Regions from separate parts of the Mus musculus genome. Here all the other regions are linked to region 3. Evidence: chromatin contacts called from public HiChIP or PLAC-seq and promoter capture Hi-C data. All regions are on one chromosome and are shown on one strand. The core of a region is the stretch at or near the end of the contact, and the rest is flanking DNA. Distances in the headings are between cores, read along the strand shown.

Region 1 (5,293 bases), core at 1,411-3,910, 1.9 Mb after region 3:
ATGTATTAACAACAATGAATGAATGAATGAATGAATGAACGAGAGGATGCTTTCCTCATAGCCCCTGCTCTCACTCAGACTACTCATCAAGAGGCAGCTCCTTTCCCTTTGCCATGCTTCCCAATCCCATACAACATCCCTGTGGTATCCTGCAAGCAATAGGCCCTGCTCCTCGTCCAGAATGTGGGTATGACACCAATGGCTACTGGGCATCATTTCAGAGAACAGGTTGCAGGTAAAACTCCGCTCAGTGGAGAAAGTGAACATTACTGAGTTCTCAAAATCTAATTTTCTAAGGATGTGACCACCATGAATCCTGCATTATTTCAGTTTTTCATAACAACAACAACAACAAAAACTGGCTCATTTTTGCTCTTGGGGTATGGAAGTAACTTCCATGGACAAATGCCCACTCTATCTGGGACATAACAGCTACAACAGCCAAGCGTGGTCAGGACCAGCAAAAGAATTTCCAAGGCCCCTCCCATTTCCAGGACCTGCTTTCAGCCTCTAGGACCAACAGTTTTCTCTGTATTCCTGGTCCACCTCTTGCGGCCTTCATCATTAAAGCTGTAGCTTGTAATCTCAGCCTCAGTGCCTCCCCGGCTCCCTCATCGCTCTCTTCTGAGCCATACATCAATCAGTTCTTTCTAACTTGCTCTGATCACCCTTGGTTCATGAATCAAAGGGAGCCTACTTGTCTCCTGCCCTGGCTCAGAGGCCTCTACACTGGCTCTCTTTTGAGGCAAAGGAGACTCTACCAGATCATCAGTGTGCATCCAAGGGGGCCTCAGAACTCTGCTCTATCGAAGGAGCACTCTCCACACAGTCTAGCTCCTGAGAAAGGAACACCATGTATAAACAGACCTTTTATCCACAAAAAGTAGCCAAAGCTGTTCCTATTCACAGTGTAAACCAAGCAGGTCTAAAATCTGAGGTCCCTGGATGCATAACATTGAATATAGCCATTAAAATAACCTTGAATCTCTAATAGCTTGGTGGCCTAAAAGAGAGGGGGGAAAAAAGTCTTACAGTCCAGGAGTCTTATAATCCAGGCTCAATCTAGTTCAAGGGCAAAGCACACTCCCTGCCTTGACCTTTCCTTCTACCCTCATGCCCAGCCCTTCACAGGACCCATAAGACTCAAAACTATTTTTATTCTCTGTCCTGGAACCTATAGGGGGAAGCAAGACTGTTTAAATACTGCAGGGTGTGTTTGATATCACAAGTCTTGTGTGCAAACCTTAAAAAACAATCTCAACTCTGAGATACCAGAAAAAGGCACACAGGGCAGTGGTTTCCAACTGCCAATGACTGAGCTCAACCTTCAGATAAAGTTCTACGTAAGAAGCCAATATGAAGACTATAAAGAGGTAACGGTGGGACCAGAGGCTGAGGGAGGGCTTGCATAGGAGGCAGGATGGAAAAGGGATGCCCTTTAAGTATCAGCATGAGGTCTCGAAGCTGCAGAACTAAAGTCAGAAAGCCACTGGCCCTGGAAATGTCACTGGTCCAAAACAACTCCACCATCATCAGCAGGAGACGCTTCCATAAGACTAAGCATGTTGGTCCCCCAGTCCAGAGCTTCAGGGCACAGGGAGCTAGACATGTAGCTCTGACAAGCAAGGCAGGGTAAGGATGCTCGGCTACACAGAAGACCTGTCTGAAAAGACTGTTCTAGATGAACCTTTTGTTTTTTTAAAGCTCCTCCCTTTGCCCTTAAAATGCATTCACAGACAAATTTTCTCTCCCTTGACTCCTTAAAAGAGAAGAGTGCACAGGCCATAGCCCCACAGGCTTGATCTCTATTCCTTTCTTGGTACATTTTAAATCTCCAAGAGAAAAGAGGGGACTACCATTCAGCCAAGTGTGAGAGGAAGGGGTGGATGTTCCAGGGGTAGGAACACATGAGCTAAATACACAAGGGGAAGAGCCACTAATCACAGCTTCCTGTCTCTGCTGTTTTACATCCCATGGACCAAATACTGTAGTCAAAAGCTTTCCCGGACTTGGCAGAACTGAGAAACACAAGACCTCAGGCTTTGTAGAAATAAAGCTGCAATCTCACATCTCCCTGGCATTGTGAGGGATGGTACTCCCATGGAGGACGCAGAAGAGAGCCAGGCAGGTGGACCTGCGACATCACTGGGCAGCCATTTGTACCTTAATGGAAGGAAATGGTGGGAAGTCACAACAGCAGAGTTTCCATACAAGACTTGAGGTGTGAGAAAAGAAGCTGTATGGAAGGAGCAACAACCTGGCTCCAATCTCAGGAAAGACAATGAAAGGCAAAGCAAGAACTTAGCTGCTATTCCCACAGGTGCGACTGGAGTGGAAAGGTCCCCAGCCCCGGGGATAGAATACAAGGCTAAGACTGAGTCACTGTGTGTGTTAGCTAAGAGGGTGAGGTCATCAGAGAAAGCTAGAGATGCAGTCCGTGACTGCGATGCAGAGGGGAAACTGGCGTGAGAGTGATGTTGCATGACAGCTGGACTACAAAGACATGGAAACTGTAGTGGGACAGATGGACCACCCCAGCCTCCATCACCTGCCAAACTCTCATGATGCGCCCTCTGGAAGGTAGAGTGAAGCACCCGAGGGTGTTTCAGGAGATGGTGCTCCTGCTTCCTCCTGGGAGGGAGACCTCAGGAGAGTGCATAGGCTGGAGACTGAGAGGTGAGGGCAAAGGTCAAATCCACTGAAATCTCAGTGCCACCTCTCTATCCTGGGGCCATCACTTCAAAACTCATAAGATTCTTGCAACACTACAGAATGACACACATTTTCAGACAGTTTTTCTAGCACCACTTGGGAATTAAAACAACAACAGCAGCAACAATAATAATAAAAGTCTTCTTAATGGGATGGAAGCCAGGGCCTGGCACTTGTCCTTTGGCAGCATCGACATCACACTTTCTTTCCCAACAGGTTCCATCCATTTTCAAAAGTCAATAGTCCATGACTGGATTACAGCTCTGAATACTGAGCAGAGGCTTCCCAGGGGTCAGACAGCTATTGAGAGCCACTGCCCTCAGCTTTGTCACCCTGCACCTAAAAGTGCCACACAACTGTTACATCACAGAGTCAATGAAAGGAGACCTTTGGAGCCTGGGTGGCAGCAGAGTGTGGCCTCAATTTATCAACAAGAGGAGGAGCTCTTTAAGAGTAGGATTGGCTACCCATAGGGATCATTGTCCCTTAACAGCATAAGGTGTTCCGTGAAGTGCTTTTCACCTAACCAGCTCAGCAGGCAGGACTCAGAAAGGGCTGAGTGTACAAAGGGCTGAGTGTACATTAAGAACGCTGTCATAATAAAAAGAGTGATTGTAGTAAGCACAAACAAAAATTAAGTTGAGAGATTTTTAAAGGCAGAGTTCTCACAGACCATTCTGATCCAAATACAGAAGACTATGAAGTATAGACAGGCACAAGGGCCCTGCCACAGTCCTGGCTGGAATGTGAAACGTCCCCATTTGTTCACGTTTAACTCAATTCATACTCGTACCACTGTTTTGAAGGTTGGGAACCCTATGGGTGGTGGGGATGGATGGATGGATGGATGGATGGATGGATGGATGGATGGATGGAAGGATGGTAGGATGGATGGATGATGATGGATGGATGGATGATGGATGGATGGATAGTTGGATAGATGAAAGTAGCTCACTAGAGGTTAAGTCTTTGAAGGTTATATCTGCCCTGGTTCCCATCCATATTTTTTGCTTCTTGCTGGATGCCACAGAAACAGCCTTATGCAAGCTGCCATCACCAGTCTTCCCTGTCGGAATGGACTGAGAACTCTCTGCAAGTGGGAGATGAAATAAAAAAACCTCTGGGGCTTTATGCTGCTTCTGCTGGGCATTTTACAACAGGAACAGGAAAGCTAACTGACCCAGCAGCACTATATAGAAAGTTCTTCCATAGCTTGCCTGCCCTATTCAACCTCAGACTAGCATCGCCCTCACCATTATCCACCATGGCAAACAATCTCCCCCCTGGAACACACACCTAGTCCTCATTTGCTTTCCCATACCTCTGCCTGCCTCAACCTCCTTATGCAGCTATGCTAGCTGTGTTGAGCTATGGCACACACACTCCCATCAGTGATATTTCCAGCAGATATCAAGATCTTTGGAAAATCTCTTCATGACTATTTATGCCACAGAAATAAGATCTAGAGAAGTTCTATCTGACAGTCACCCATTCATGGAGTAGGGCTGTAGCCAACACCAGGTGAAGAAGAAACATATCTCTGGATGCTCCACGGGAGCATCTCATCCTACCGATGAGGAACTGCCCAGGAGGAACCCCATGATTCCCAGAAGTTAACAGAAGCACAGGAATACTGAGCAGTGGATCTGGCCATCTTAGGACTGCAGATCTGAATGCCCTTTGGACTGTCTACTCCACAGCCGCAGAGGGAACTCTCACACAGCTCAATTATAGCTGTCTAGGAAGTCAAGCCTGAGCACCAGAATGGAAGGTATTCCCTTAAAGTGTCAGAGTCCAAACCTGGAGATGCCCTCATATGGCTCACCCTTAGATTGGTAAGGAGTGTGGTCAGAGTAGGAGGTCAATGCAGAAAACCAAGGGTTTGGGAATGGCCCAGCAACTCTCATGTGCAACGCCAAGCCACCCGTGAGTCTTCCTTCCCTCTGGTCCTTGTTTGATCTGTGGTTGTGATACCCATCCACTGCTGAGGGCCTGAAACCCCCATCCTCCAGGACTAGAACTGCTCTTGACTAGAGAGCTCTATAAGCCCTCCTCTACCTCCCCTGCCTTCCAGACTCTAATGCCTGTGGGGTATCCTCTAGATCAGTGTTGTGCTAGGGTTTCAAGCTTTATGGATCTTCCAGCCTCACTGTCAAATAACAAGACATTTATAGCTTTATAACACTTCAGGATAGGGCACAAGTCTTGTATGCTACTATTAGTCCTAAAGTTTACACGCTGGACCTCACATACTGTCCAGTAGAGATGCCCTGCATTCAACACTTGATGGAGTGACCACTCTCTTTGCTTTTTTCTTAATCACTGTACTCCAAATTCCAGTCTATGGCACACCCTCTATACTACTAACATGACTATGATTTTTGGTCAGCCTACCATGTCTGTGGGTTCTGAAACCATGGAACCCACCAATCACAGATCAAAAAATTATTTAAAAATTGCATCTGTTTTAAAAATAAAAGATTGTGTGTGTGTGTCTCTTTCTCCAAACAGTGAAATATTAATTAGTATTAATATTGTGGTAGACATTATAAGAAACCCTAGAATGGGTTAAGCGTGTAGA
Region 2 (5,426 bases), core at 2,169-4,668, 1.8 Mb after region 3:
GATATTAGCCCAAAAGCTCCAAATATCCAAGATACAATTCACAGACCACATGAAGCTCAAGAAGAAGGAAGACCAAAGTGTGGGTGCTTCTGTCCTTTGAAGGAAAACAAAATATTCACAGGAGCAAACATAGAGATAAAGTGTAGAGCAGAGACTAAAGGAAAGGCCATCCAGAGACTGTCCCACCTGGGGATTCTTCCCATCTAGTTACCAAGCCCAGACACTGCTGTGGATGTCAAGAAGTGCATGCTAATAGAAGTCTGATATGACTGTCTCCTGAGAGGCCCTGCTAGAGCCTTACAAATACAGAGGCAGATGCTCACAGCCAACCATTGGACTGAGCGCAGGGTCCCCAATAGACGAGTTAGAGAAGGGACTAATGGAGTTGAAGGGGTTTGCAGCCCCATAGGAAGAACAACAATATCAACCAACCAGACCCTCCAGAACTCCCAGGGACTAAGCCGTCAACAAAGGAGTACACATGGCTCCAGTTGCATATGTAGCAGAGGATGGCCTTGTCAGGCATCAATGGGAGGAGAGGTCCTTGGTCCTATGAAGAGGTCCCAATAGATGCCTCAGTGTAGGGGAGTAAGGAGATGGGAATGTGTGGATGGGTAGAGGAACACCCTCATAGAAGCAGGGAGAGGAAAGATGGGATAGGAGGTTTCCAGGAGGGGGGCAAACTGGGGAAGGAGATAATATTTGAAATGTAAATAAAGAAAATATCCAATAAAAAATAGCAATTCTGTGGCGATCTCTTTATTCTAAAATCTTACAACTAGCAGCTAAAAGCTCTAGGATGTATTTTCTTAGTAGACTGCCGATTTTCAACAATGCTAAAGCCAAGAATGTCTTCGGAGAGCACCTGAAACCTGCATTAGAGATTGTAGGGAGCCATTCTGGACTTCCTGGTCAGCAGGATGGAAGTCTGTTCCAGGTAGTAAACAAGCCCATGTTTGGTGGATGGCCCACCCTTAATCCCTGATTGGCTGAGCAAGCCTGCCTGGTGAGGTGATGTGACCTGTGGTGATTGGTGGGGGCGTGGTTGTGGCTGGAGTGGAGAAAAACACTTGTAACTAGAGAGGCTGGGGGGATTTGAAGAAAGTAGCTGCCTGAGTAAACTGCTTAAAGAAGAACCGGTGGTTGAGTCTTTCTTGCTGGTCGAGTGGGACGCGACAAGAGATCTCCCTGATTTGCTGCCCTGCTAATCCCATCTGTGATTTTTTTAAAAAAAACACCTTGAATAATAACTTCTTCTCATAATCAGGCCCCAAACACTGACACCATTGCACACACTAGCAAGATTTTGCTGAAAGGACCCAGATATAGCTGTCTCTTGCGAGGCTATGCTGGGGCCTAGCAAACACAGAAGTGGATGCTCACAGTCAGCTATTGGATGGAACACAGGGCCCCCAATGGAGGAGCTAGAGAAAGTACCCAAGGAGCTAAAGGGGTCTGCAAGGCTATAGTGGAACAACAATATGAACTAACCAGTACCCCCAGAGCTCATATCTCTAGCTGCATATGTATCAGAAGATGGCCTAGTCAGCCATCAGTGGAAAGAGAGGCCCATTGGTCTTGCAAACTTTATCTGCCTCAGTACAGGGGAACGCCAGGGCCAAGAAGTGGGAGTGTGGGAGGGAGGGGAGTTGGGGGGGAGGGTTTGGGTGACTTTCGGGGTAGCATTGGAAATGTAAATGAAGAAAACACCTAATTAAAAAATAATAATAATAAAAATTTAAAAAATAAATAGTCAATCAAAAATAATAATAATAACTTCTTCTGATACGTGGCTATAGCAGCTCATATAGCAGTTCTAGGTTGGAACTTACTATCTGAAGCCACCTGGATCCATGTTCCCAGCCAATGGTCACTCATATTAGGCTTGGAATAAATGGTCTCCTTTCCTTCCAAGGACAGAGCTGTGTTTTTAGCGGACACACCATACACAATTAAAGGCTGCAGAGCTGCTTTCCAGGACCCATCCATCTATACACACATTCCTCTTGTTTCTTAAACCAACACCAACTGGAAAAGCATCTGTGGATAAAATTTGTTTTCAGCTGAGTTAAAAGCATAGGTCCCCCAAAAATGGCCTGCTCGGGACCATAATCCCTGCTAGGCTGTCAGCAGGGGGGAGAGCTTCAACAGATGTCACCATCCCCAAGGCCTCCGGAGCTCATCGCGCTGTTAAAGGTCTCCTTCACAGGGGATGTCTATGGAAGTCGGGCGGCATAGCAACCATTTTACTCACAAGTGTAAAGTGTTAGAGTATTCACAGTTCACTCTCGCCATGGTTTTAGAGCAGGCCCACTATTCCACAGAGAAGGCGCTTTTGTCTGGTCTCCAGATGCAGAAACACACACACACATACACACACACACACACACACACACACACACACACACACACACACAAATACCCAGAGAACTATGCTTCTGCAGAGGTAATGAAGAGGAAATGGGAATACACAAGGGGGTCAGAAACTATACATACACACACATACACACACATACACATACATACATACATACATACATACATACATACACATATGTCATGGCAGACAGAGCTAGCATTCTACCCACAAGGTTAAACTGCTAGAGCATATTCACATGTAACAGACAAAGAACAGCACCCTCTCTCCTTCCCTTAGAAACCTCCACAGAACCTGTTTCAGCTCCCAGGGGACATCCAAGGAAACATGAAAACACGAGGACAGTGCTTTATGTGCTGGCTCGTGTCGGCTACCTCTGTTCTGGGGGCATGGATGATACTGGATTATTTGTGACACTACTTATGAGACCGACCTCAGGTTTTCAGTCTGAATGTTGGACTTTTTGCAACTCCTGCCATAGTTGGGGTGATAACACCACTTGTTGGAAACATTCCCCCCACTCATTTGATTGTCTTCCTGGCTTCCACACGCCCCGTCAGGTTTCATCTGGGACTAACGGGAGGGCTGAGGCCTGCAGTTGTCAATAACTAGGGAGCTCTAAGTCCAGGGTCTACCATGAAGTTCAGGTCCAACCCAGGCCATAAGCAACAGGGCTTCAGTAACTATACTTTTATCCTCTAAGGCAGTGACTCTTAACCTTCCCAGTGCTGCTATCTTTTAATACAGTTCTTCATCTTATGGTGACCCCACTCCAACCATAAAATTCTTTTCCTTACTACTTCATAATTGTAATTTAGCTGCTGTTATGAGTCCTAATGTAAATACCTGATATGCAGAATATCTGATATGCGACACCTGTGAAAAGGGTTGTGACCATCAGGTTGAGAGCCACTTTTCTAAGGGGACTAATATTTGCCATTACACTCATCCTCCCTTTTAAGCTGGCAACAATTTACAGATTATAAAGACACCCTGCTGTAGGAAGCTATGATAGCCACTAGGGGGCAGGATCACCTCACTGAATTCTCAACAACTGGCTGGCTCCACGCAGCACAAAGCTGGGGGCAGAGGGAGGAGAGCACACTGGTAATGGAGGTTTTGCTTGATTCTTGGCATTAGAAGGCAGCCTGCACTTTGGGGGAAGCCCGGGAAGCGTGCATGCACAAAGAGGCAGGGACTGAGTTCCTGCAGCCTCCTCTGCTGCATTGTTGGTTGTCCTGAGAAGGCAGGATGTAGAAAGCACCGAATGTGAAACAACACATTCGGTGGTGTGAAACAACACATTCTTTGTGTTTTTCCTTTTGCTGGTGGCCAAGGCACAACCCTAAACTTCATGGTCTATGAACGGAGACTGGGCCACTGCCAAGACAGACTGAGAAGCAAGCTACTCAGTGAGCATGACCACCACACTACTTATGCCTTAGAAGCCAAGGCCAATTTGCTGTTTTCAAACCGTTAAAAGCCGGCAGGGCCACTGAACCTGTAGAAAGCTAATCATAAGCCCGTTGTCACTGCAGGAGGTTAGAGATTTATCAGCTCAGAGCACAGAGGAAATTCTTGTTGACTTAGAATTTGAGGTCATATCCTCACCCAGATGGAGGGGAAACATACACGTGTGTGCCCAGGCTAATGATTCCTGGGACTCATCTCAGCGGGTGGCAGCTTGGACACATAAACCAACCAACCATAGTGATGCACTGCACTTAGCAAACAGCAGGCACTTAGCTCGAGTCTGCTCTGCAGACCTAATCTACTCAGTGTAGAGTCAGAACCCAGGAGACCTGGCACGGGGCATGAAACTGCTGAGCCTCTGGTTCTCCAGTATCTGCCCTACAAAGACGCATGCACAGAGCAAGGGTCTGGATGCTCTTTGTCAAAGTGGGGAAGCTTTTAGTGACACAGTGACACTCTTCCTATCCATCTTTGCCCTGCATAACAGGCTGGAAAAGTAGCTTCATTGCACTGATGAGCCAGTCCTGCACGAAGAGGGAAATGCTGGCCAGGCAACACAGCAGATGGATAAAAGATGAGCTCACTTGTCTAGGTAGCCCTGGAATTTAGACCTGGCCTCCTTACGTGCCAGGCTTGAGGGCTCGTCCAGTAAGAAGTGGACAGCCGCAAGCTTCCTTACCCTTAAGTTAAGGAGTTACTGAGACTGTGAAGTCTCTGTACCTCATGAAATGGTGGTAGATGTTTCTAAGACTCTTTAAATGGCTGTCTGAAGTGTTTACAAATAAGAGGTTCATCTCAGGCCCCATACAACACTGAGGGAGCACAATGAATCCAGTATGTGGGGTGAGTAACGAATGGATTGGGGTGGTAGGCCTCCGTGGTGCCCAGCCCAGCCCAGGCTACATCCAGTCATCGCTGTAACACCTTTCATTTCTAGTACAGGCATTTAGACTTATAAATTTCACTCTGGCCACTGCTTTAGCTACACCCCATGGATGCTAGTTTTATTTTCTACGGAACATTCATTTCTATGTGAAACACCAGGCTTCCTTGCCCACTACCTCGGCCCCACACAAACCCTGCTACTTAGAAAAGTGTTCTCTATCTTCCATGTGTGCAGAGACTTTTCTCACCATGGCACTTCATTGATTTCGAGGATAATTCCTTACTATACAAGAATAAACTCTGTTGTATGGCATACATTTGTTGAATTTTGTCTGTCTGACAGCTTGATCTACTTTGATGGCCATTCCATGAGGATTTTGAGAAATGCCCAACTTTACTATTTCTGTGGGTTGTTCTGTGTCAGTCAGAAGCTGCTGGGAGCTTCCGTTGTTTCAGTTTTCCTACATTCTTCCTGACTGCCGCTCCAGCTGTTCCTACCACTGTCTTGGGCAAGTACTTTATTGACTCCACGGCAAATAAAATAATTGTCCTCCAGCAAGTGGTGCCCGACGGCTTCGGTTAATGTTTGTATAATTTACCCCTCTTACACCTTTTGATTCTCAACCATCCAGCGAGACTGATTTGAAGTCTCTTCTGAACAGCATGTGGCTGGGCTATTCCCAGTCAGCCA
Region 3 (5,382 bases), core at 842-3,341:
TGCTCTGGTCTGGAGGCTTTCTCAATGAGGAAGTCCAGCTCTTGGTGCTCTGGGTACGGAGTAAACACCTGCTCTTTCCCCAACAGCTCCGCCAAGGAGCCCGAGGAGGGGGAACTGACAGAGGACGTCAAAGTCTTGCAGGACACTCCAGCAAGTCTCAGTCGGCCAACTGGGGCAACAGTAGGAACTAGGCGGGTAGCCTCTCGAAGCAGGCAGGTACACCGCTTCATCAGGCGAACGGCCATGATGCTGGGCGCAGGGAAGAGGGAGGGAGGGAGGGAAGACTCCTAGTAGGTGACTCCGAAGTCCTGAAAAGAAAACGGAGTATTACAGGACACCATGACAACGGCAGGAAGACCCAGCGATTCTAAACAACTGCCCTCAATCATTACAGCCATTACATATGAGACAGCACTTTCTGAAGCATAAGTCTCGGGAGCTTCTGCTTCAGGAGAGAGTGGTCAGATAGCACAGCTCGGCATTCAGCCCCGGACGCACCAGGCCTGGTTGTACTTTCAAACTCTCCAGGTCCTCCTCAATGCTTCCTTCATGCAAATCTGGGCACGTTTCTAATTTTAAAGGAATCCAGGATCAAAAAATTATTGGCTTAAATATTCTAAGTCGAACGATTCTTCCAGATAACCAAAATTCAGTCCCTAGCATCCTCATTGAGGGACTCACAACTGCCTGTAACTCCAGCTCCAGGGACCTGACTCTCTCCCGGGCTGTGTGCCTGCATGTGTCCCCGTGTTCACTTATATACATAGAAAGAAACAAGACTACAATTACTTTACATAGCTAAGGATGACCTTGAACTTCTCTATTCCTCTTGCGGCCACCTCCCAAGTGCTAACATTAAAGATAGCCAATCACTCCTGGTTTATTCAGTGCCGAAGATCAAATCTAGGCCTTTATGTGAGCTAGACAAGCAGTTCCAACTGAGTCACACCCCAGAACCCTTAAAGCAAAACTCACAAATTGAATCGATCACCGCAAACAAGCCCTAACACCACCCAGAGTCACCACCTTGCCAATCTTAATCCAACCCCTACAATACAGGCTCTGTTCCAACTACACTTCACACTTTTATCTCACAATGCAAAACTGGCTACTGCGTTCTCTGCCAATCACAGGGCACGGCATTGCCTTTTTCTAAGTCCTGCAAAATGTTACCTTTTTCGAGAACACGCTACATAACCACATGACGTTTCTTTCGGCAAGTCTGCCAGTCTTGTTCCCTAAGGTGAGATAGAACCAAATGAGACAAGTTACTGGACTTTGCTTCAACTAAAGGAGAAAACACCTCAATTTTTTCTGCTTCCGGGATTCGGGTATATAGCTAGCTTAATTTTACTGTTATGTGAACACATTACTGCAGCTGTAAAAAGATTAGCTTAATTATACTTACACGGAAATAAAATATGGTTCAGAAGGGGGACATCTGCCCAAACCCAATATCCATCACTTACTGAACCCAGACAGTAAAGAAGCGCTGGAGAGCCGGGCGTGGTGGTGCACGCCTTTAATCCCAGCACTTTGGAGGCAGAGGCAGGTGGATTTCTGAGTTCGAGGCCAGCCTGGTCTACAGAGTGAGTTCCAGGACAGCCAGGGCTACACAGAGAAACCCTGTCTCAAAAAACCAAAAAAAAAAAAAAAAAAAAAAAAAAAAAGCACTGGCAAACTACCGATTTTCAAGACCTGCGACTAAGTAAATATCGACCCTGAAACCTAAAATGCAGAAACACGAAAAGTGACTGGCAGGGGACGCCAAGGGTCACTGCGGGCAGCGGAGCTTCCCGGGATAGGCCTCGTGTCTACCGCGGGCCGAGGAGCGCGTGCGCAATCGCAGCCCGGAACCGAATTTGCAACCGAACAGCGCCCTTGGGGCACGGTGTCGAGAGTCCCTTTCCTGGCTCCCCCCACAACAGCCCCGCCGGTCCTTACTAACTGCTGCCCTTCCCAGCCACGCTTCCCGTCTCGGATACCCACGTTCAGAAACCCGGTCTCTCCAGGACGCCAGACTGCGGCGGCGATCACCCTCACTGACCTCCATCAGCCTACGGCCTCCACGCGGCCTGGCGCGCTCACTGACGTCACTGGCGCGCCGCCGGAAGCTAGGTGGCCCAGTGCTCCCGGACGGAGGCCACGCCCTCCGCCCCTTCCGCAGTCGCCATCTTTGTTGCGCTCAGGCTTCCGGTACTGGGAAGTGTAGTGAGATCCTGGTCGTGGGAAACGTAGACGGGAAGGAGAGGGTGAATTCTACACGGCAGGGCACGTCGGGCCAGAGTCTCCTACTTGTGCGGAGTTTGGGTAGCGACTCTGATGTCAGCCCGTTCTGCCCCACTCCCTTGGGCCTTTCACAGGTCCTGTAGGAGAGGCGTGAGTTGGGACCGCCGTGTTGACTTTGGGGTTCGGGGCGGGAAGGCATTGCCAGGTGTCGGGTAATTACAGAGAAGCGAGTTGTAGCTCCAGCTGAAGGTCTTTTCGGAAATGCAAGCAGTTTGTCTAGATTAAACAAGTAAAGGACATACCGTATACAACGGCACACCGATAAATTGCTGTAATCTCAGTAATGGAGGCAGGAGGCCGAGGGCTAGCCTGTACTACTGTGGAGGCCCTGCATCAAGAAGCAGAATAGCCGGGCGTGGTGGCACACACCTTAAAACCCCAGCCAGGAGACAGGAAAAAGGATCTTTGAGGTCGTGGCTAGCTTGGTCTACATACCAAGTTTAGGACAGCCGGGACGACCTGGAGAAGGCCCTGCCTTAGCGCACGGCAGGACTGAGGAGATAGTACAAAATGCTGGGTAGGATGGTTGGGAGGTGAGTTTTCCCAGTAATCCCAGTGCTAGGAAACCACAGACGGCATCTCTGGGACAAAGGTGTATGTGTGCATGAAGAGATCACAGGAAAACTTGGGGAAATTTGTTTCTTCCAATCATGTGGGATCTGGGAATTGAACTCACAGTCAAGTGGCCCCTAAACTAACTGTCTGTTTTCCTAGACAGCGTTTCTCCTTGTAGCCTTGGCTGTTTTGGAACTCGCTGTGTAGACCAGGCTGGTCTTGAACTCACAGAGATCCCCCTCCTTCTGCCTCTGGAGTGCAGGACAAAAGACATGCCCCACCCCCACCCCCAGGTCCCCACTAAGTTATCCTGCTGGCCCTAATTTTGTAGAAAGGAAAATTTAACTTAAAATTTTCCTTGAAAAATCTTTATGTTTGTAAGAGTGTATTACTTCTCTCCTTTGTGGCTAAAATCAAGCGTAAACGCTGGTTCTTGTTAATAAAAGATTGCTGAATTATCCAGGGAAGCTTCTCTTGCTTTAGCCTTACAGTAGCTAGCATTATATTGCCACACTAGCTTTACCTTGGTGGTTCTTGTTTAAGAGTCTCATGCTGAATTCAAAATTTAGCTCAAAAAGGTCAGAGATAATATAGATATAAAACTCCTAAGGGGAAACACATTTTTACTATCTTGGATTAAACAGTAGTTTCTTAGTAGGAAACCAAAAGCAAAAATGACAAAAAGGAAAAACAAACAAACAAAACAAAGATAAAATGGACCAGAAAGGAAATGAAGGGTTGCAGTGGTGGACATACCACCACAGCCAGCTGAGAATGTATAAAATTCTTAGTGCTGGGACTGTTGTCTTGGAGGCCTACTGCCTCTGTTTGCTAAATAGGCCTAGTCCTGGAAGCTTCTAGCCTCTGTAGAATCTTATCTAGGCCTAGAATGTTTTCAGCCTCTGAGACTTGTTGCTGAATAAGCTCACCCTTTCTAGCTTCTTTTGAGCTGGTCAACTCAGCTGTTCTGGCTCAAAACTCCTCTCCACACTCTCCACACTCTCCACACTGACTGATTCAAGCTGGCTTCTTTCTTGGCCTCTTGACTGTTTTGCTTGAACTCCTACTAACTTTGGCAATCTGTTGTAATCTTCTGGGTCCTCATTCTCTGGCTCCTGTCTTCACTTGTGTCTAATTTATTCACTCGGCAATCTGCCTCTGTACAACTGTCGCAGTAAAACCGCTTCCTTCCTTTTCTCTGCGCTGCCCCTCAAGTAGCTTCCCTTTCCTCTTGTGAGAGTTGGGCAGATCATATTCTGTCAGATCCTTCTCTGATTCTTCACTTCACCTGCCACTCAATTAGGTAGACATCACTTTCAAACATGGGTGCTTCCTTCTACAAACTTACTTTACTGTCATTGTTTGGGATTAGAGCTGTGTGCTAAGAGCTGCCACAACTACAAACAGGTTTTCCAGTAAGTAACACAGTCTTAGGGTTCACAGTGTGATCAGATATTCTGTAACAGTGAAAGGCTGGAGCCTCTGAAGACAGCACCTCCACTCAAGGCTCCTTAAAGCTGTGAGCCACCCTCATCTCATGCCTATACCTCGCCACAGTTCCTGGAACCAACCCCAGGCTAGACCAGGTGCCAGAGGCCTTGTAGCCCCAGGACTATGGCAGCTAGAAGTATGGGAATGGGTTCATTTTCTCTGCCAATTAAATAATTAAGTAGGAAAGATGTGTTATTGGGGATCTTGGGGAACCCCAGGAGAGCCATTCTATGGCGCCTAGGGAATCAGGGTTCTTCCTTAGGGTTATTAATAAAATAATTTAGGACATACACACAAATGGAAGCCTAGGACAGTTAGAGTTCAAAAAGAAAACCCCGGGGCCGGTCAGCCATAAACCTCAAAGCTGCCTGGGGACTGGAGAATAGCCCTGCAGCTTGAGCTGGGCAGTTCACAGGTTAGCCACCGGGTGGCAGGCATCCATGTGGCCGGGAGCTAGAGCCATGCAGCTCAGATAGGGTCAGCCACCATGTTTGTCAGGCAACCTTGTGCTGGGGAGTAGAGCTTTAGGAAAGGAGCAAGGAACCCCAAAGTGTTAGGGGATTTAAGATGGACTTTGGCCAATGTCTTTGTTAGGTTGCTATCACTGTGATAAAAACCATAGCCAAAGCAACTTGTGGTTTACTTGACTCACATCACACATCATCATCAAAGAAAGGACAGGAGCTCAAGGCAGAAACTGGAGCAGAGGCCATTGCTAGGGTTGGTCTTGTGCAAGATATGCTTAGATGCTGCTGAGTTCTGTGACCAGGATCAGGTTGTAATCTGGACATGGGCATTGTATTGACCAACGTGCTGTAAAGAATGCTTTTTTTTTTTAAGATTTATTTATTTAATGTATATGAGTACACTGTAGTTGTCTTCAGACACACCAGAAGAGGGCATCAAACTCCATTACAGATGGTTGAGAGCCACCATGTGGTTGCTGGGAATTGAACTCAGGACCTCTGGAAGAGCAGTCGGTGCTCTTAACCACTGAGCCATCTCCCCAGCCCCAAGAATGCTTCTTAAGGCTTACCCTGACTCTGT
Region 4 (4,997 bases), core at 311-2,810, 2.0 Mb after region 3:
GAACAACTAACTACTGTCCAAGGGAGCCAGCACAGTCCTCTAGGCTGAACATGTGCCCTGACTCTGCTTCTGTGCCTCTGTCCCAAGACTAGATGCCAACACTCGGAGAAAGTAGGCATCACTCATCACTGAAAAAGAGCTGGTGGCACGGCCAGGAAAGGATGATTGAGGTCTTATCTGAAATCAAATTCTTCAGCATTATATTCTATAATGAAAACCATAGATTTCAAAGCTTTGTCGGTTTGTTCTTGAGATGAAAGTTGCATTCTGCACTCGGTGGTATCCACCAGCCTCTGCTTACAGGGCCTTCTTTTCGGAGGCTTCGGGCCAGAGGCTCCCCTCCCCCTCTGAACATCAGTCAGTGAAGTCCAGCTCAAAGAAGTCCCATGGGAAACTGCAGAATGCTTACCTGGGCTTCACATCTCTTGTGGTAGGAATACTTGCAGGCTGAAAGAAAGAAAGGATGTCTGTTAGTCATGCAATCTCAGGTGACATTTGCCAGGTCTCCATCCTTGAGAGGGGAAGGCTCCAACAGCATTCTCCCTGACAAGAAGTGGCTGTGCACAGAGAAGGCACACTGAGACAAAGTGACAACTGAGAACCAAGGCATAGCTGTGTGGTTACATGTGTGCTCAGCGTGTATCAGGATTTAGATGATTCAATTCCCAGAACAGGGAGAAACAGGGGGGGGAGGAAAAGAAGGAGGGGGGAAGAGGAACAGGAGATGGGGAGAAGGAGGAGAGGGAGGAGGAGGGAAGGAGAAGGAGGAAGAGGAGGAAGGGGAGGAGGAAGAAGAGGAGGGGGAGGAGGAGCAGGAAGGGGGAGGAGGAGGAGAAAGAGGAGGAAAACCACAACAACAAAAGCTCAGACAGTCCGGGTAGAAATTTATCAGGAGTCTACTTATTTCTCATAAATAGACCGGTATTTTTTAAAAGACTTAATCAACCAAGTTGGAGACACAAAGAAGAAAGGCAGGACCTGGAAAGCAGAAGCCCTTCACATTGGCCTAGAGTTAAAACTGATCCCTGGGGAAAGAGGAGGGGGAGGAGGGGAAGGGAGAGGGGGGAGGGGGAAGGAGGGGGAGGGGAAGGGGGAGGGGAAGGAGGGGGAGGGCAAAGACAGGGGGAGAAGGAGGGGAAAGGTAAAGGAGGGGGGGGGAGAGGTGGGGAGGAACAAAGCCCCAGGCCTTTCATCAGAGCCCTCCTAGAAGAAGGAAAGTCATGAGTTCATTTGGTCTCTGCAGATTTCCACTTCCGGGAGACCCAAGCAGACACTGTCAGAATAAATTCATGTCTAAATTCCTACAGAAGAGTCCTTCAACAGAGGCCATTATGTGAGCAGTGCGGGTCCTGTGTCATGGGAGGCCCCAACAATGCAGACGGGGTGCTGGAACCAATGTGGATTTCACAGGCTCTCCCCTCTGGCCCGGAGGCAGGCCGCAGCTGGCCTCAAGGAATAGGGCCAGTAGCAGCAGCGTGGCACAGTGTAGTGACAAGGCCATACGTGGCAGAAAGGGCAGCATGAAGACAATGGGAAATGAAGCAACTGCATATCAGACCACCACAAGGTCCCTTGGGTGCTTTGCACCACGGAGGCTTCAATGCCTTCCCCAAGGCACCTGCCTGAGACTTCCTGTCTGGGCTCTGCCCCTCCAGCCCAGCTCCCCAAGGCAAATTCTAGGATCTCTGAACCTCTGTTCCCCCTCACAGAACTATCAATGTCAAATGGAATCCTTCATGGGCCCCTGCTTTCAAACTACAAAGTGATGACCAGGACATAAGTGTGCAGAGCCCAGACAACAAGGCCTCAGAGGTCAGAGACAGGGACCAAACAAATTGCAGCTTGGTGCTGTGAGCTCAGGAGCTCAGCAAAGTTTCCACTCTGTTGGGCCACTCTGCCTTCTGGATAATACTTGACCAAAAAGTTTAAGCAAGGCTTAAACAGATAAATTTTCCCAGAGCCTAGGAGTTTGTGAACCCCAGGAGTTAAAAACCTATTTGAGTTTTTATCTGTGGGTGATCTTGTTTTCAACTGTCTGTCCAAGCTTTTAAGACTTGCTAAAATACATACCACAAATATTTATTCTTCTTCCTCTAATCAGCACAACACATAATGGTGACCAAGGGTTTCTAAGACAAGAATGATTTTCACTAGATAAGAACAGAGCTTCCGAGAGAGGTGAAAAACCCAGACATGGAGCTGAAGAAATGGCTCAGTAGGAAAGAGCACTAGCTGCTGATCTTCAAATGGACCAGGGTTCAAGTCCCCGCACCCACGTGGCAGTTCACAACTGTCTCTAACTCACAGTTTTAGGGGATCTGGCACCCTCACACAGATATACAAGACATGTAGGCTACATACCAATGCACATAAAAATAAATAATCTTTAAAAAAAACAAACAAACAACCATACAGAAGCCAGCCCAAGCAGAGGAAAGGAGAAACAGCAGAAAATACAAAATTAGGAAGAGACAGCACTTCAGACACATCAGATAGCTTCATGGTGGCCTTAATAACTATCCCCATGTACAATGAATCACTGCTGTCTGCATGTTAGAGAGGATACTGTGTGGTTTCTGGGGGCAAAGAATATGATGCCTTCTGCCACTTTACAGGGCTACTTCAGCAACCCTGCAGAGCTGCCAATCTGGAAAGAAATGGAAGCCACCAGCCAACACTCAGCTCAGTCTGCCAACTCCATGGGCATGATGTCTCAGTGACAGCAGACTCCAACCTCAGCCAGGCCTTCAGATGATGGGCAGCCTCTAAGGAGAGGCTGAGTAGGAACTGCTTGGCCCCCTAAGCCTCACATTCGCAATCCAAGTAGCAGTGAGAAAGAGCAGAGGCTTACAGTTGCACCAAGGAACTAACGGCCATGCTCACAGCGCAGTGACATCCAGCATCTCTGTCCCTAGTCCAGGTTTCTGCCGTCATGTGCTTACTGCCTACGACCACCATGGAAAATGACGCAGTGTCCCATCACCCACAGGGAAAGCTCCGCCTCTTGAGGATACACCCTAGGTCCTCAGTGGACCATGCTGACAGCTCCCTAATGACCCTTACACTAGCTACACCCTGCCCTCCCCAGCCTGGCCCGTTCTGATCATCCTATGGTTGCCTCTGAAGCCCACCCTTGGTGCCTCTGACCCCAAAGCTTGACATGTCAGGATCATGTTAGCAGCCCATCCATCTCTCGGGACGGGCTGCAAACTGGAGGAGAGTCGGTCTTTGCCTGTACCACCAGATTCTGCCGAGGGCAACACTATTAGGAGACCACAGCAGGGATCTCACTATTGAGCGCCTCTATCACGGATTGCACAGGTAACCCTAAAACTCATCATTTGCCTCTCTTCTTGCTCCTTTTACTGAGGGAAGGTCAGAGTCTGTGGATGACCAGCCATGACCTGTGGCTGGGCTGAGCCTATGGCCTGTAGGATGACACACAGCAAGGAGCCTGCACCACACAGCCTTTGGCTCCCTCCAAGGCATCAGCAAGTAGGAAGTCCCTTTCCCCCACCAACAGGCTGCAGGCCCCCAAAGGAAAAATGTCCCCAGTGCTTTTATACCTTAGCCAATCCCAGCCACCTCCCCAGAAGTTATCACACTTTGATCTAAATACGAAGCTTTTTTAAAAATTATTATTTTTATTCTCTGACAGTTTCACACATTGATTTAATGCACACCAATTACTCTCTAGATTTTCATAAATGCTTAACAACTGCCTATTAAACCAATGGTCCTGATCTACTAAGAGTTTATAAATGCATAGGGTTGCAGAGACGGCTCAGTGGTTAAGAGTACTACTGTTCTTCCAGACAACCCAGGTTCAATTCCCAACACCCACATGGTGGCTCACAGCCATTTGTAACTCAAGTTCCATGAGTTCTGACACCTTTTTTTGACCTCCATAGGCATGAGATACAAATGTGGTGCAGGTACTCATGCAGGCAAAACAAAAGTAACTAAATCTTAAATTAGTTGATCAATTAGTTAAATTTTTTTTTTAAAAAAGACCGAAGGGAAAAACTCTGTTGCTGTTGCTCTTGAGACAGAGCCTCACTTTGTATCTCAGGCTAGCCCAACTTATTTCAACCCTCCTGCCTCAGTCTCTCAAGTGCTGAGATTCCATGTGTTTAAGTCACCAGCTCTCGATTCACTTGCCAAAGGAAAATTCAACTCAGAACTACATGATTTCTAGGCTATCAACTGGTGTTCCCTCAGGCTGTGATTCTGCCTCCCTGCCATTACTGGTGGATGAAAACCCATATGGTATTGTTATGTTGTATCACACTGTCGGCACACTGCAATTCTGCCAGGACTTTATCACAATCACACAGGGGCGAGAATCCTGCTCATCCTCGTAAGTATAGGCAGAGTGCCCCTTCTCAAGCCTGCTTAGGACCAGGGCAGTTCAGACTTGGGAAGACTTTCATAGACTTTGCTAGTTTATTATTTGCTCCCCAAAGTCCAAAGTTTGCAATGTTCCAAAATCCAGGCTATCTTGCACATCCAAATTTTAAATTTTGAAGCATCTTGGTTTATAAAGTCTCAGATCAACCTATATGTTTGTCTCATCCAAAGATGCAAAGTAAAAAATAAATTTAAAAATTAAAACCAACCAACCAAACAAACAAAAACAGGGATGTTACTCATCCACTTCTGCCAATCCTGACCAACTTCTTCCTGCTGAAATCACCCTTTATGCCCCAGACTGAAGGGCAGAGAGTCTCTCACAGTCTGGCCTCAGCTTTCTCATGACTAAAAACAAAAAAAAGGCCAGAAAGAGGACATAGCAGCATCTGTCAATGCTACCATCAGCTGCTCATGCCACTTAACAGAGCAGCTTCCTTCCTCCTGGCCCGTGACCTTCCCCTCAACAGCAGGCTCATGGGACTCAGGGGTTTACTCAGTCTTCCCAGTCCTCACTCACCACCAAATCCCCAGAGGACCTTGGACTTACGGTGTGTAACAACTGGGTGCCTTCTCTTCTGTCCACT

Evidence for each region. Promoter capture Hi-C pulls out the DNA fragments that hold promoters and counts their contacts. HiChIP or PLAC-seq counts read pairs in DNA pulled down with a chosen protein or histone mark.
Region 1: a contact with region 3 is called in a promoter capture Hi-C map of liver, with 6 times the contacts expected there. The contact joins the enhancer-like site here to the promoter of Tbrg4 in region 3. A contact is called at or near these places in 9 of 39 promoter capture datasets (3T3-L1-derived adipocytes, cranial neural crest, embryonic stem cells and 4 more) and 7 of 115 datasets of contacts at active chromatin or transcription factors (embryonic limb bud, embryonic stem cells, large pre-B cells and 2 more).
Region 2: a contact with region 3 is called in an H3K4me3 HiChIP or PLAC-seq map of stem cell-derived neural progenitor cells, with 12 times the contacts expected there. The contact joins the enhancer-like site here to the promoter of Tbrg4 in region 3. A contact is called at or near these places in 2 of 39 promoter capture datasets (cranial neural crest and second pharyngeal arch cranial neural crest), 4 of 115 datasets of contacts at active chromatin or transcription factors (embryonic forebrain, embryonic stem cells, large pre-B cells and 1 more) and 1 of 9 other capture datasets (liver).
Region 4: a contact with region 3 is called in a promoter capture Hi-C map of pre-B cells, with 6 times the contacts expected there. The contact joins the enhancer-like site here to the promoter of Tbrg4 in region 3. A contact is called at or near these places in 5 of 39 promoter capture datasets (the 3T3-L1 cell line, cranial neural crest, liver and 1 more), 4 of 115 datasets of contacts at active chromatin or transcription factors (the 230-238 cell line, embryonic stem cells and large pre-B cells) and 1 of 9 other capture datasets (macrophages).

Annotation. Positions count from the first base shown.
Region 1 is chr11:8,507,396-8,512,688 of GRCm38.p6, forward strand. All of the region lies in intron 16 of Tns3 (tensin 3), which reads right to left. Among named protein-coding and RNA genes, the nearest start is that of Tns3, 150 kb to the right of the region's middle. Within about 2 kb of position 2,661, at least 13 of the 459 cell types and tissues checked have an H3K27ac peak or open chromatin away from gene starts, as enhancers often do. A contact at or near this core is called in liver, where this site is marked.
Region 2 is chr11:8,421,008-8,426,433 of GRCm38.p6, forward strand. No RefSeq gene overlaps it. Among named protein-coding and RNA genes, the nearest start is that of Tns3, 240 kb to the right of the region's middle. Within about 2 kb of position 3,419, at least 83 of the 459 cell types and tissues checked have an H3K27ac peak or open chromatin away from gene starts, as enhancers often do. A contact at or near this core is called in stem cell-derived neural progenitor cells, where this site is marked.
Region 3 is chr11:6,623,976-6,629,357 of GRCm38.p6, forward strand. It overlaps Tbrg4 (transforming growth factor beta regulated gene 4), which reads right to left and starts at 2,092. Exons shown (of 12, transcript NM_134011.3): 1 at 1,990-2,092; 2 at 1,174-1,238; 3 at 1-308. The coding sequence starts at 245.
Region 4 is chr11:8,600,146-8,605,142 of GRCm38.p6, forward strand. It overlaps Tns3 (tensin 3), which reads right to left. Exons shown (of 31, transcript NM_001083587.1): 3 at 410-447. Among named protein-coding and RNA genes, the nearest start is that of Tns3, 62 kb to the right of the region's middle. Within about 2 kb of position 1,561, at least 64 of the 459 cell types and tissues checked have an H3K27ac peak or open chromatin away from gene starts, as enhancers often do. A contact at or near this core is called in the 230-238 cell line and pre-B cells, where this site is marked.